Regions from separate parts of the Mus musculus genome. Here region 1 is linked to region 2. The links are chromatin contacts, called in public promoter capture Hi-C maps. All regions are on one chromosome and are shown on one strand. The core of a region is the stretch at or near the end of the contact, and the rest is flanking DNA. Distances in the headings are between cores, read along the strand shown. Region 1 overlaps Gm36574 (a long non-coding RNA gene). Region 2 holds the start of Edn2 (endothelin 2).

Region 1 (6,004 bases), core at 2,442-4,941, 210 kb before region 2:
TGAATACCAAATGAGGATCACCAATTAAAAGCCCTGTGTTGAGTCTGTTTCTTAGCGAGCCAAGGTATAAAGAAATGTGTGCTGCTCTGTAAGGAGGCCTGGAAAGAAGAAAGTGGCCAGAGGCACTCCTCAGGAGTCCCCCACCCCCACCGCCACCCCCCACTGCCTGTCCTTCGCCTTGAAAGAGGACAGGAGGCAGATGAAGGGCCCTAGCAGGAAGTGTGAACACCCCTGGGAACAGAGGGAACTGTGTTATAGCAAGCTTCTTCAGTAACTGTGAAGTCTCAGCTGGGGTTGGGGATGCTCCATGGGTGAGACTGGAGCAAGAGATAACTTTGAATCCATCCCTGCAATTTCTGCTCTTCCGCAGATGCTGATTTCTCTACTACACACAAACAGAGCAATGCAGGCTTGGCTTGGGCAGTGGCTCACTCAGGACTGCACCTGGGAAGGGTGAATGGGTCTGGGATTTGAACCCAGGGCTATGCATTACAAGTTCTCAGTTCCTGCTTTGGCAGGACAGTAGATCTCTTCTCTGCAGAGGTGGGGTTGGGAAGGTCAGAGAGAGAGAGAGACCTCAGAGGGGAAATTAGGGCTGCAGGGAACAGGGGGAGGTGGAGGGAGACCTGGTCCCAGGTGTGCGAGAGATCCAGAGCTGCTGGGCAGGCACATGGGAAAGAGCAGAAAGTAGGTCAGTCACACAGGAGACAGAGCATGAAATTAATGAGCTCATGGGAGTTGGAGTAGTCACCTTCCAGGAGGGCAGTGAAGGAGGCGGAGAGTCCCTCTGGGAGAGATCTTGAGGCCTGAGGGGCTGGAGCAGGTGGGAAGTGGTTGGACCATAGAGTTTCCTTTCTAGTGCTGAGCATTGCGGGAAGGGGGGCAGTTATATCAGCTGGGCAGCAGAAGGGAATGATAGTGTCCTCAGGGGCCCAGACTGAGGTGTCAGACATGAGCTCTGTGGGGGCAGAGGGCATGTTTGCTCTTCAGATGCTGACATTCCTGCTGCCCAGGACAGTGCCTGGCACAGGATTGGCATGCTGAGGGGATACATGAGGAGAAGCCGCCCTGCCTTGTGCATTGCTGTGTAGCTCAGGGTGGAGGCGGAGGAGAGGGTTCAGAGGCATCAGCCGAGTTCAGCATCACCTGCTGAGTGGCTGCCAGGTGCCATCTCTGCCCTGGTGTTGAGCACACCATGTGTAAGAGAGGGGCTTTCCTGTGAAACTCACCATCTAATAGAAAAGCTGGCTATGAGTGACTTTAACAACATGTGCTAAGCACAGAAGTGGATGGCTGATGGGGACCAAGAGAAGGGGAGTTCTGTAACATTTCTCTGAGTAAGGAATTGCTGGGGATGTGGAGGCTGTCAAAGCTTAAGTGCATATACCAACATGTGTGTGCATACACACACACACACACACACACACACACACACTTAAAAATATATGTCCAGGCATAGAGGTGCATCCCTGTAGCTTCTGGTCTTGCGTAGTAGGAAATGAACAATTTCAAGTTCAGCCTTCGCTACATAGAGTTCAAGGCCAGCTTAGGCTAAATACTGTGTTTATTGACTCTGCTATGTCTTGCATATTGAATGTCTCCCAAAAGCCCATGTATCAAAGCCTCGGTCTCTTACACGGTGGTATTAGGAGGGAGGTGCTGTGGAGGGGAAGCCTAATGGGTGTTTCTTAGAGCATGGAAAGACTGACGCCAAAGGGAATTGTAGAGCGCTGGCCCTTTCTCTCCTCTGCTTTGGCTGCCTGGGTAGTGAGGCGACTGATTTTGCCCGGGCACACACACTCTTGCCCCAGGCCTAAAGCAGTGGAACTGATGGATCATGGGTCAGAACTTGCAGAACATTTTTCTGAAATAAATGTTTTCTCTTCATGAGTTGAGTACCTCAGGTTGTTTGTTATAGCCTCAGCAAGCTGTCTACTTGGCTCCCTTCTTCCCTCCTACAGGGTGACATGAAATTCATTTGGGTGTCAGGGCCCTCGCCTAGAACTCTTGAAGGAGGGGGAGGGTTGCTAAGTAGGAAGGCTTCAATCTCGTGATGCCTTACCTCCATGTTCCTCAGTTCCTTTAGAAATGTATCTCCTCCAAGAGGGGCTGGCCCAAGTGTCAAGTAAGACTGTGAGGACATTAGGACAGGATGCAGATCTGGTCGGGCTCTGCTGGGGACAACAGTGAATATGACATGTGCCACAAGTGTTCACAACAGGAAGAAGAGTGAGTGAATATGCCAAGTGCTGCCCCACTCAGAGACCTTGAGCATCTGCCTGGGTCTTAGATCAGGGTTACCTGCTGCTGACTTGGTTGGGCCCTGTGTCTGGGGTATCTTTAGTGGTTCTGGCCTGACCAGGTCGTGGTAATCAGAGTTGCCCCATAAGCTGCTCCGTCTAGCCAGGCCCTTGCAATCAGAACTCTCCAACCTGAAGTACCCAACTTGTCCTGCTTAGGATAGAGTCTTGTCCATGCCAGTCCAGCCCTCAGTGTGGGCTCACAAGCTTTTGGGGCAGGTCAGGTATCATGGCGCCAGTTTACAGATGAGAAGGGAGAATAAAGTGACTCACTAAGGCTCTTCAAAGAGGGTGTGTGTGGAGAACTAAGCTCACAGTTATGTCAGGCCAATTCCAAGACATCTGAGAGGGGGTGTATAAAGGCATAGCAGGGGCTGGAAACTTCAGGGAGAAATGGAAACACATACAAGCAGGACCTGAGTCCTCCTTTCCTGAGGACACTTCTGACCTCCAACCCCAGATCTGTCAGCCTGTCAATGAGAAGGTTCTGTGCGCTCTGATGGATAAAACCAGAGGGTTTTAAATCACAGGCCCAGAGCAAGGTGGACCCTGAGGCTTTCTGCTTTGGTCCACATCCATCAGTAAGCACTCAAGGATATAATTCCAGGCAACACCCTGGGCGCTGTGTGTGTGTAAAGGAGACTCCAGCATGTGCACATATCCTGCTTCTCTAGGACTTGGTCTGGTGGGCTTTTCTACTTTGTCACAACTGACATTTCAGGCGAGGTAATCCTTGAGGGATGCTGTGCAGCATAAGAGATGTTTAGCATCTCTGGCATTTGCTATCTCTGGATAGTCACATCCTCCAGAGGTGGCAACCAAAGCTGTCTCCAGACATTGCCAAATGTCCCCTGGAAGCAAAACTCCCCTGGGGCACACATGCTAACATAGTTTGCTGGGAGCTGCATCAGAGACTAGTCCATAGAGGACAGTGCGTGAGAAGGGTAAAATTAGCCCCTCAAAATTGGCCAGTGGAGATAGAGTTCACTTGCCTGAGAAGCTGGGATTCAGTCCTAGACTCTCTATACCTGGCCCAAGTGCTGCCCTGCCCACACCTCCCCACTTCTCTCCAAGTCCACCCACTGCCCTCAGCTCCCCCAGGAGGACAGATTCTGCTCTGGGAAGCCAGCCCTGGTGCTTTGAGCAGCTGGTCTCCTCAGCCCCGGACTGGTCTCTTAGCCTGCCATAGAGTTGGTGCCTAATAAGCTTTCACGCATGTTAGGAAAGGCTCTGTCTGTCCCCTGAGATGGCCCTCTGAAAGCCGACTGGGTGGCCACTTAAGTGCTGTGCTTATGCGAAGAACAATACTTCAGCAGAGTGCTTTGGCGTAAGTGCTTCCAGGTCCCCCACTCCACAGAAGCTGCAGCGTGGGAAGGAGATGGCTCTGCAGCGGCTGAGCCTACAGACTGGGCTCTTAGCAATACCCGGACCAGCTGTGGGCCCCCCTCCAGCCCTTGAGCCTGCGGGCGATGCTTCCACTTCATTATCTACAGGGGTGAGGGGCACTGCCATGCCTTCCCTTGTCTCCTAGTGCCCAAGGGACCAGTGAATGCTCAAAGGCAGGGGTTTCTCAAATGAAGCATTTGCATGTTAACTGTTTTCTGAGTTTCCAAGGGCAGTCTGTGGGGTAGGTCAGCGTTCTGTTTTTACTTTCTTTTTAGAATGACTACTTGAATAGTCATCCACACACTTAATGAGAGTTACTCTGTGCTCAGAACTCAGCAACGGGCAGACTGAATGCAGGCAGGACGGAGACAAAAGTACATTCAGAACAATGCTAAGGCTGAGAAAGCCGGGCAGGTGCTGAGCTTCAGGTAGGGAAGACCTCTCTCCAGAAGGTGACATTTAATTAAAACCCTGAAGGCAATCGGAGGGAGGGTTGCACAGAAGGTACTGCAGGCAGAGGCCAAAGCAAAAACTACCCCTAGGGTCCAGAAGAGTGGTGAGGTGGCCGGTAGCAGTTGGGGGTATAGATGAGGGACAGTGGGTGGGAAGGGAGGATGGGGGTGGGAAAGATAAAGGTCAGGGAGGGGAGAGGAGGGAAGGGGAGGGAGGGAGGCAAGAACTTTGGCTCTTGTCCTAGACTGGTGGGGGAGGGGCAGATGGCCCCAGTGGTTGCTTGAAAGTGAGTCACATGCTTGCTTTCAAATTTTATTCAGAACACAGAAGGAAGTTGATCCCACTTTGCTACTTTTCTGGAACTTTCTCCTGGTCAGCAACTGGAGTCACACAGCCAAGTCCTTGATGAAGCCAGGCCCTGGTTTGTCCCCTGCGGTTTCCATCAGGCCTTTCCCACCCACAGCTTACTCCAGTCCACTCCAAATCTTCATGGAAACAAGCAGAGAACATTTCCCAGTGATTTAAAAGGACTTCTGTGCCACCAAAGAGTATCGTTTACTCTTACTTTAATGGGTGAATGTCCCTCTACCCAGATGTCCTTGGAACACGGAGACAAAAAGAAGAGCTTGCTAGATCAGAAGGCCTGAGATCTGGTCTGGATTATGTCGTGTTGTTGCTGTCTGATTTTCCACTTTCCCCGTTTTGAATTTTCTTAACTGCCCAGAAGTCAGATGGAGCCAACCCTGCCTGCTACTTCCTTCCTTGTACCTTCATGCTACAGTGGAAGCCAAGGGCCCCTAGGTGGCGCACCTTCCTAGGCTCAGTCTCCCATGAGCAACTGCTAAAGGAGGCTAGAAGATTTGGGGGAAATGGAGGGGCAAAGATGATCCAGAGAGTGGATCTAATGGGAGACTGAGGCAAAAACCCTAAGCTAGAGACCCTTTCTGCACCTGCCCTGGGCCCTGAGGGAGTTGGTGGCACAGAGCACCTCTGTCACTATGGCTATCAGGTTCTGCTGTGGGCTATAGCCCTTACAGGCAAGGTGAATGTCTTGGGATAGATATGAGACAGTACTTATTCTCGCTCATAGATGAAGATGCTGAAGACAGATGTGCTTGCCTGGTCACCTGGGGAGCCAAAGACACAGTGGCTGTCTAGCTGGCCTCTGCTGAGGAAGGGCTCCATAGCAGGGAGGGCCTTGAGCTCAAAGTGTGGGGTAGCATCCCTTGATTTGTCCATTTCTCTTAGCTGGCAGCCTTCCCTCCACCCTACATCTCTTCTTAGGCTTACTCTCTTTCCTTCACAGCTGTAGCTATTCTCAGGAAATCCTAGGAGAGGAGTTGTTAGCTCCTCTTAGGCAGAGCTGTGTCTCAGGGCAGTTTTAGGACACGGGGTGAGGGTCAGGAGACTTTGGGTGGTGCTTGCTCCCTCTGGCTTTCTTCTCCTTATAGATAAGGGAGAGTGCGGAAGGAGGGAGTTGGGCTAGATACTGCCAAGGTCACTGTCTAGTTTGAACCTTCTGAGTTGTCCTTGAAACTCCCCTATGTCCATCAGCAAGCAGCAGAAGGCAGGCAGGGCTCTGCTTCACTCACTTAAGAGGGATGGGGGTGTGGAATAGGTGCTGTGTCATCCTGTTTATGACATCTGGCTTGGCACAGATGACAGGCTGCCGCAGAAGCCAGAGTCCTCCTCTCTGAACTTCCACAATGACCACCTATTTAGGGAGATGCAAACCTACCTCTGCAGAGGAAGCCATGTAAGGCTTGCATGGGCCAACAGGAAAGAAGCCCTCCCCTCTGTGTCCCTGCAGGTGTCCCTCTTTGGTTCCATTGCTAACCCTCTGACCCTCTGACCTTGGGATTCTT
Region 2 (5,570 bases), core at 248-2,747:
TTTGAAGAAGGGGGAAAAAAAATACAAACATACCCAGAAACTTCAACCTGAGGTATGCAGGGGCCTGGAGGCAGCATGGGGCAGGCAGAACCCAGCTCTGGCTCCTGCCTGGGTATCCCAGGCAGACTTCTTGTCTGTCCTGTGTGTGTGTGTGTGTGTGTGTGTGTGTGTGTGTGTGTGTGTGTATGTATGTGTGTGTGTGTGCAAGCAATGCCTGCCTTGTGGGGAGGCTGGCGGCTCAGTGGGTGGAGCTGCACTTGGAGTGCTCTGCATAGAGCGTGGTCTGGTCTGGGCATGGATGTTGTCATGCATGGAGTTATTCTCTGCAGGGGAAGTGTGGTTGAGCTCCAGCGTCCCTAGACTTGGAAAGGAACCTACAACTTTTTCTCTCCTGTGTGATCCTGAAGAGGCCACCTCACATCTCTGAGCCTCCATCCTTTGATCTGGAAAATGGAGCTAGTAGCACTTTCCTACAGGCTGTTGTGAGGGCTGGAAGGGTATGGAGCCCTCTGCCTGACTCTAATAGCTCCCACGTGGAAGTTGATGCATAAGTAGTTACTATGGATCCTCTCCCAGTATCCTGAGATTCAGGGTGAGCACAGGCAGTTGCAGAGGTGGCTAGCTAGCCAAAAGCCTTCACCCCGACCCTCTCCCACGGTCCTGGTGGATGCTTACCCCGCAGTGTTCACCCAGATGATGTCCAGGTGGCAGAAGTACACACATTCCTTGTCAAGCCAGGAGTTGCAGGAGCATCGACGAAAACGCAGGTGGGGGCCTCGGCCCTTGGGTGCCGAGGCCGGCTGCTCCAGGGTGGCAGCTGCCTGGCCCTTCCCTGCACACAGGAGAGAGAGAGAGGTGGAGAGGAGGTCAGGACACCTGGCCTGTCTGGGTTAGGGGACCCGCAGGGCTCCTCCTCTTGCACAATAAGGAAGTTGGCACCCTTGGTGTTCAGGAACCACTGGCTAGCCTGGGGAAGCCCCAGCTACCATCGCTGTGCCTGCACGCTGCAGTGGTAGCTCCTACTGTGGCCTCACCGCTCTATGCCCCCAGTTGGTTTTGGGAAGGAAGCACCATGCCCCCGGAGGAGACATCAATGAATAGACCCTGGGATCGCAACACGCGAGAGAGGGCAGCTCACCTTCATGCAGGGCCAAAAGCAGGGCCAGAGCGATGGAACACCAGGCGGAGACCATAGCAGCAGCGGCAGAGTGCTTGGCTGGGCCAAGGGAGCCGGGAGAGCAGGTCGCCAGTGTCCTCCTGCTAAGCCGAGCTGAGAGCTCATTGCTGAGGTGCCCTGGCCGCCTCTTATAATACCAGGCAGGGCGCCCGCCCGCCCCTACTGGTGCAGCCCCGCCTGCTTAGCTGCTGCACCTTGGGCAGAGAGCCAGGGACACCGCCTCCTCCCTGGGTGCCTGGCCCGCCCTGGCCTCCCGGTGAGGGGGAGAGGGAGGTGGAAGGCTGGGCTCCACCCTCTGCGCTTCTCTGCAACACCTTCAGGACTCTGCAGGCTCCCTGCAGGCCCAAGGCCCCTCTGAGTTCTGAAGTTAGTCCCAAGTTGTGGTACCCGGCCCCTCCCTACTCTCTGACTAGCACTCCTGAACTGGAAGTTTGGAGTGGAGGTCTCATCTAAAAGCAAAGCTTTCGCTCTTTACAGGGTATCTGCCACCCTCCTCCCTGCCCACGGTGAAGCAAGCTGAGATATCCCTTCGATGCGTGGGAGGTGAAAGGCCCACTCAAGGTTACATGGCCTTGGGCGCGTCAGAGCCCCCTTTAGGACCACTGGCCTCAGGAATGGCACAACTCATGCCTGACCTTTGACCACCTGAGGCTGCCTCATCCCCATTTTACCCAAGGAATTCTGCTCCCCTCTCAAGCTCCCAGCCTGTAGTAGGAATTCTGGTCCTTTCTGGAAACGACTCACTTATGCAACGACAGTCAGGGAGAGCCTCAGCCAGGGATAGCTTCAGCCAGGGAGAGCCTCAGCCAGGGAGAGCCTCTTGGACCTCAGTTTCCCTGCTCGACAAACAAGTACCCCCTTGAGATAGAGAAGACACTTCTGAGCCCTTTCTAGGAAGATACTCCACAGGCACACAGAAGGTGTCCTGAGTAGTTCCCCAGTGTGGACTGAACAGAATATTTTGTGTCACCTCAGTGGCAACTTTATGCAAAAATAAATAAATAAATAAATAAATAAATAAATAAATAAATGGAGAGGCCAGAGGCTGGCAAAGTGGCTCAGAGGGCCAAGTGCACAAATCTGATGATCTGAGTTTGATCCTGGGACCCAGGGGTGTGGTGTGTATCTATACTCCCAGGATCCCTACAAGGAGGTGAAAAGTGGAGACAGGAGAGTTGCCTATATAATTATAGGCCAGGGTGCCTGGATTAACCCAGAGGTGACAGGAGAAACCTGGCCTCAACAAGGTGGGAGAGAACTATCACCTAAAAGTTGTCCTCTGACCGCCACACGTGTGCCACAACATGCATGCACCCACAGTCATGCAGACCTCTCTCTCTCTCTCTCTCTCTCTCTCTCTCTCTCTCTCTCTCTCTCTCTCACACACACACACACACACACACACACACACACACATACACACACACAAATATGCACACACAATAATGAATAAATGGAGGAGGAGGAAGGAACAGGAGGAGGAGAAGGAGGAGGAAGGCAAAGTAGAAGGAAGGCCTCTTGGGTCCGGGCATTCTACTTCTGATGCCCAGGCTGCCCCACAAGTCCTGGAGGCAAAAGCAAAGACACACTGTGGGGAAGGGAAGGGACAGATGAATGCTCCTCAGTGTACTGGCAGCCCCTCTGTGCCTGGCCTGCCTGTTTCATGGTAGTAGACGTACCTTATATTCTTGAGGTCTAAAGCCCTGGAGAGGGCATGGCCTGTGGCCTTCTCTGTCCATAGGGGTATTGAGGGAGCCCGATGAATGCACTCCAAGGGAGACAGAGTGACTAGGGCTGGCCTGTGTTTGGACCGTAGAACCCAGACCTTTCAGCATCTTTTTATGTCTGTGTAGACAGACATTTTAGTTCCTGCATTAAAAATGGATAAAGAGGAAACGGGGATTGGAAAGGTATAGGCCATTGTGTTTCCTTCCAGGGTGACGTATGTGTGTGTGTGTGTGTAGGGATTCGCATCAGCCACATAGCTGGCATATGACAGGGCCCCTGTTGGAACCCCAATCTTGACCTCACCAGCAAACCACAATGGACTCCTGTGTGGGGCTCACTGCCCTCCCTATGCCTCAGCTCTGGAAGAATGTAGAAGAATAGCTCTGAAATGAGGTGAACAATTCTATTAGATACTGAGAGGATGTGCATTGGGACTTGCGTGGGGGTGTAAAGGGTGGGGAGACAGAAGACAGAAGCGAGCACAGGTCAATAGGAAGGAGTAGGGTCAAGGTGGGGAGGGAAACAAATAGATAAAGACAAGTACCAGGAGGTGAGCTGGGAGGACCAGGAAGCAGGGCACAAGACAGAGCTGGGATTTGAGAAAGTAAAAGAGGAAGACCAGGAGGAGCCAGAGGCAGGGTTCTAACCTGTCTAATCTTCATACAAATGCAAAATGCCTGCCCAGGACAATAGGAAACCAGAGGCTCCGGGTCTGGAAGCATAATAGAAGAATTAAATGGAGCAGGAGACAGGATCCTTCTGGGTGTGAGAGAGGGTGCTGGCAGGGCAGGGGCCACTGCAGCCTCACAGGGTCAGCACAGGAAGCTGTCTTGCTGGCTCTGGTTTCTCTCCTTCCCTGGCTCAGGCTCCAGCTGGACAGGCTAGGCTCTATGTAATAGAGAGGCCCGCCTAGGAATCTGAGCGAGTCCAGCCTGTCTTAGGGGATGGAGCCTTTCCGGGAACAGAGCTACCCCACTGACAAGAGCTGTTTTCCAGGTAGAGAAATTAAGCTGAGTTAAAAATAGCCTCCTAGGCCCTTGAATCTCTTGGCCTAGGCCCTGACAATCACCTTTGTTCGTCCTGGTAGATCTGGCGGCTGCTCCTGTCCACTGTCATTGGCCTGGGCACACTATCCCTGTTTCTCCCAAGTGACTTGTCTGCATGTCCTTGCTTGATTGTGCTGACTTTGCTGTTCTAGTCCTCAGCAACTGCCCCAGTCACCCATTTTTCGGAATCCTCTTGCTAGACTGTGCCCTGCAAACTGCCTGGGTCTGTATCAGCTACAGGGAAGGAGGTGAGGCACACTGATGTCATGGCGAAGAATTTGAGGGAACAAATGACTTTTTCCCCTCCTACCATCTTGGTGCTTGCCTGTGTGGAGGAGAGAGACCTTGGGAGTGTGAAGGCTGGAGACAGAGACAGGTTGAATGGTGAGAAGCTAGCTAGGAATTGCCCAGAAGAAATCCCTGCCAGTTATCAGCCCCAATCCACAGGTGAGATAACTGGTCCAGAGAAGAGCGACCAGCCCAGGTCATGATAAGCATGTTTTCCAAGACTAGGATCAGGATTTACCTATCTCCTACGCCCATGAGTCTATCTCAGGGTCTGGTTGCCTTTGGGAAAGCTATCAGAAGGACCCCGCTGACAAAGGCCAGACACCAGGAGGTACCTAGGCTATCTCCCTAATATATTTAAAACTCTATAATCCCCATACAGAGAGCAGGTACCAAGGACCAGCCACCAGGGATACTGCACTAGATAGAGGATTCCTAGGAGCAAGGGCTAAGTGTTCCAGGGACAGGGATGGCTGGGAGCAGAGGCCAGGTGTTTCAGGTAAGATCCTGGAGCAGAAAGGTTTTCTTCCTGGCTTCTGTCAGTCTGCCTTCCTGTTGATGCTCCCAGCTACTACTATCCATGACACTCAGAATTCAACCTCCCATAGTTCAGAGCCCTACAAATGAAGGTCCTACAGATTGCAGCTGTGTGGGTCTAGCTCCTAGCTAGGCTCCTCATCTCTGGAAAACCAGCCATTTCCTATAGCCATCCAGGCCCACAAGACTTTAGAAAGTTTGTTTGCACCGTGAATAGAAGGGACCTAGTGTTTGGTTTGCAGGTACAGGCTGTGCAGGGGACTTAGAGTGAGCAGCTGGGAACAGGACTGGGCGGGGGCCAAGGTTGGAAGCCTACTTACTGGTCACATGTTGTAAAGTTTTTGGTCCTAGAGCCAGCCTTGACGGGGAGGTTGGGAATGAGAGATGTCTGAAGACATTTCCATTGTCACTTGCCTGGGAGGCTGTGGTTTAAGCCACTCCTCTTGGGGCTGAGGGCACCCAGCCTCAGGACCTGCTTCTGGTGGGTGGCCTGGGCCTCCTGCCATCAGTCCTAACTCACCCTGAGCCAGCAAGGCCTGCCACTGGCCACCCACATCTGGGTCTCTGCAAAGGCCACCTGAGGCCTGTGGGCCTGGTATCCCTGGTCCACACTTCCTCAGAGGATGCCCTGGCCTGTCCTCTCCCCCTTTCACCTCAGCCCATATGGAAAGATTTCTATCTCCCACCTAAATTATACCTTTAAAGGGACAATTCATGTGCCTTGTTTGTTAGTAAGCTAAGAGCCACCAGAACAGGGTCATCAAGGCCTATGGGATGGCTGAACTCTTGGTGGA

What was found. Promoter capture Hi-C pulls out the DNA fragments that hold promoters and counts their contacts.
Region 1: a contact with region 2 is called in a promoter capture Hi-C map of hippocampal neurons, with 4 times the contacts expected there. The contact joins the enhancer-like site here to the promoter of Edn2 in region 2. A contact is called at or near these places in 11 of 39 promoter capture datasets (the 3T3-L1 cell line, the C10 cell line, cranial neural crest and 5 more), 2 of 484 Hi-C or Micro-C datasets (cerebellar granule neurons and nephron progenitors), 2 of 115 datasets of contacts at active chromatin or transcription factors (embryonic basal ganglia and embryonic stem cells) and 1 of 9 other capture datasets (embryonic stem cells).

The regions. Positions count from the first base shown.
Region 1 is chr4:120,367,793-120,373,796 of GRCm38.p6, reverse strand. The region is part of intron 3 of Gm36574 (a long non-coding RNA gene); the gene reads left to right. Among named protein-coding and RNA genes, the nearest start is that of Gm36574, 26 kb to the left of the region's middle. Within about 2 kb of position 3,691, at least 73 of the 459 cell types and tissues checked have an H3K27ac peak or open chromatin away from gene starts, as enhancers often do. A contact at or near this core is called in embryonic basal ganglia and hippocampal neurons, where this site is marked.
Region 2 is chr4:120,157,133-120,162,702 of GRCm38.p6, reverse strand. Edn2 (endothelin 2) reads right to left here and starts at 1,497. Exons shown (of 5, transcript NM_007902.3): 1 at 1,139-1,497; 2 at 676-832. The coding sequence starts at 1,193. All of the region lies in intron 3 of Gm36134 (a long non-coding RNA gene), which reads left to right.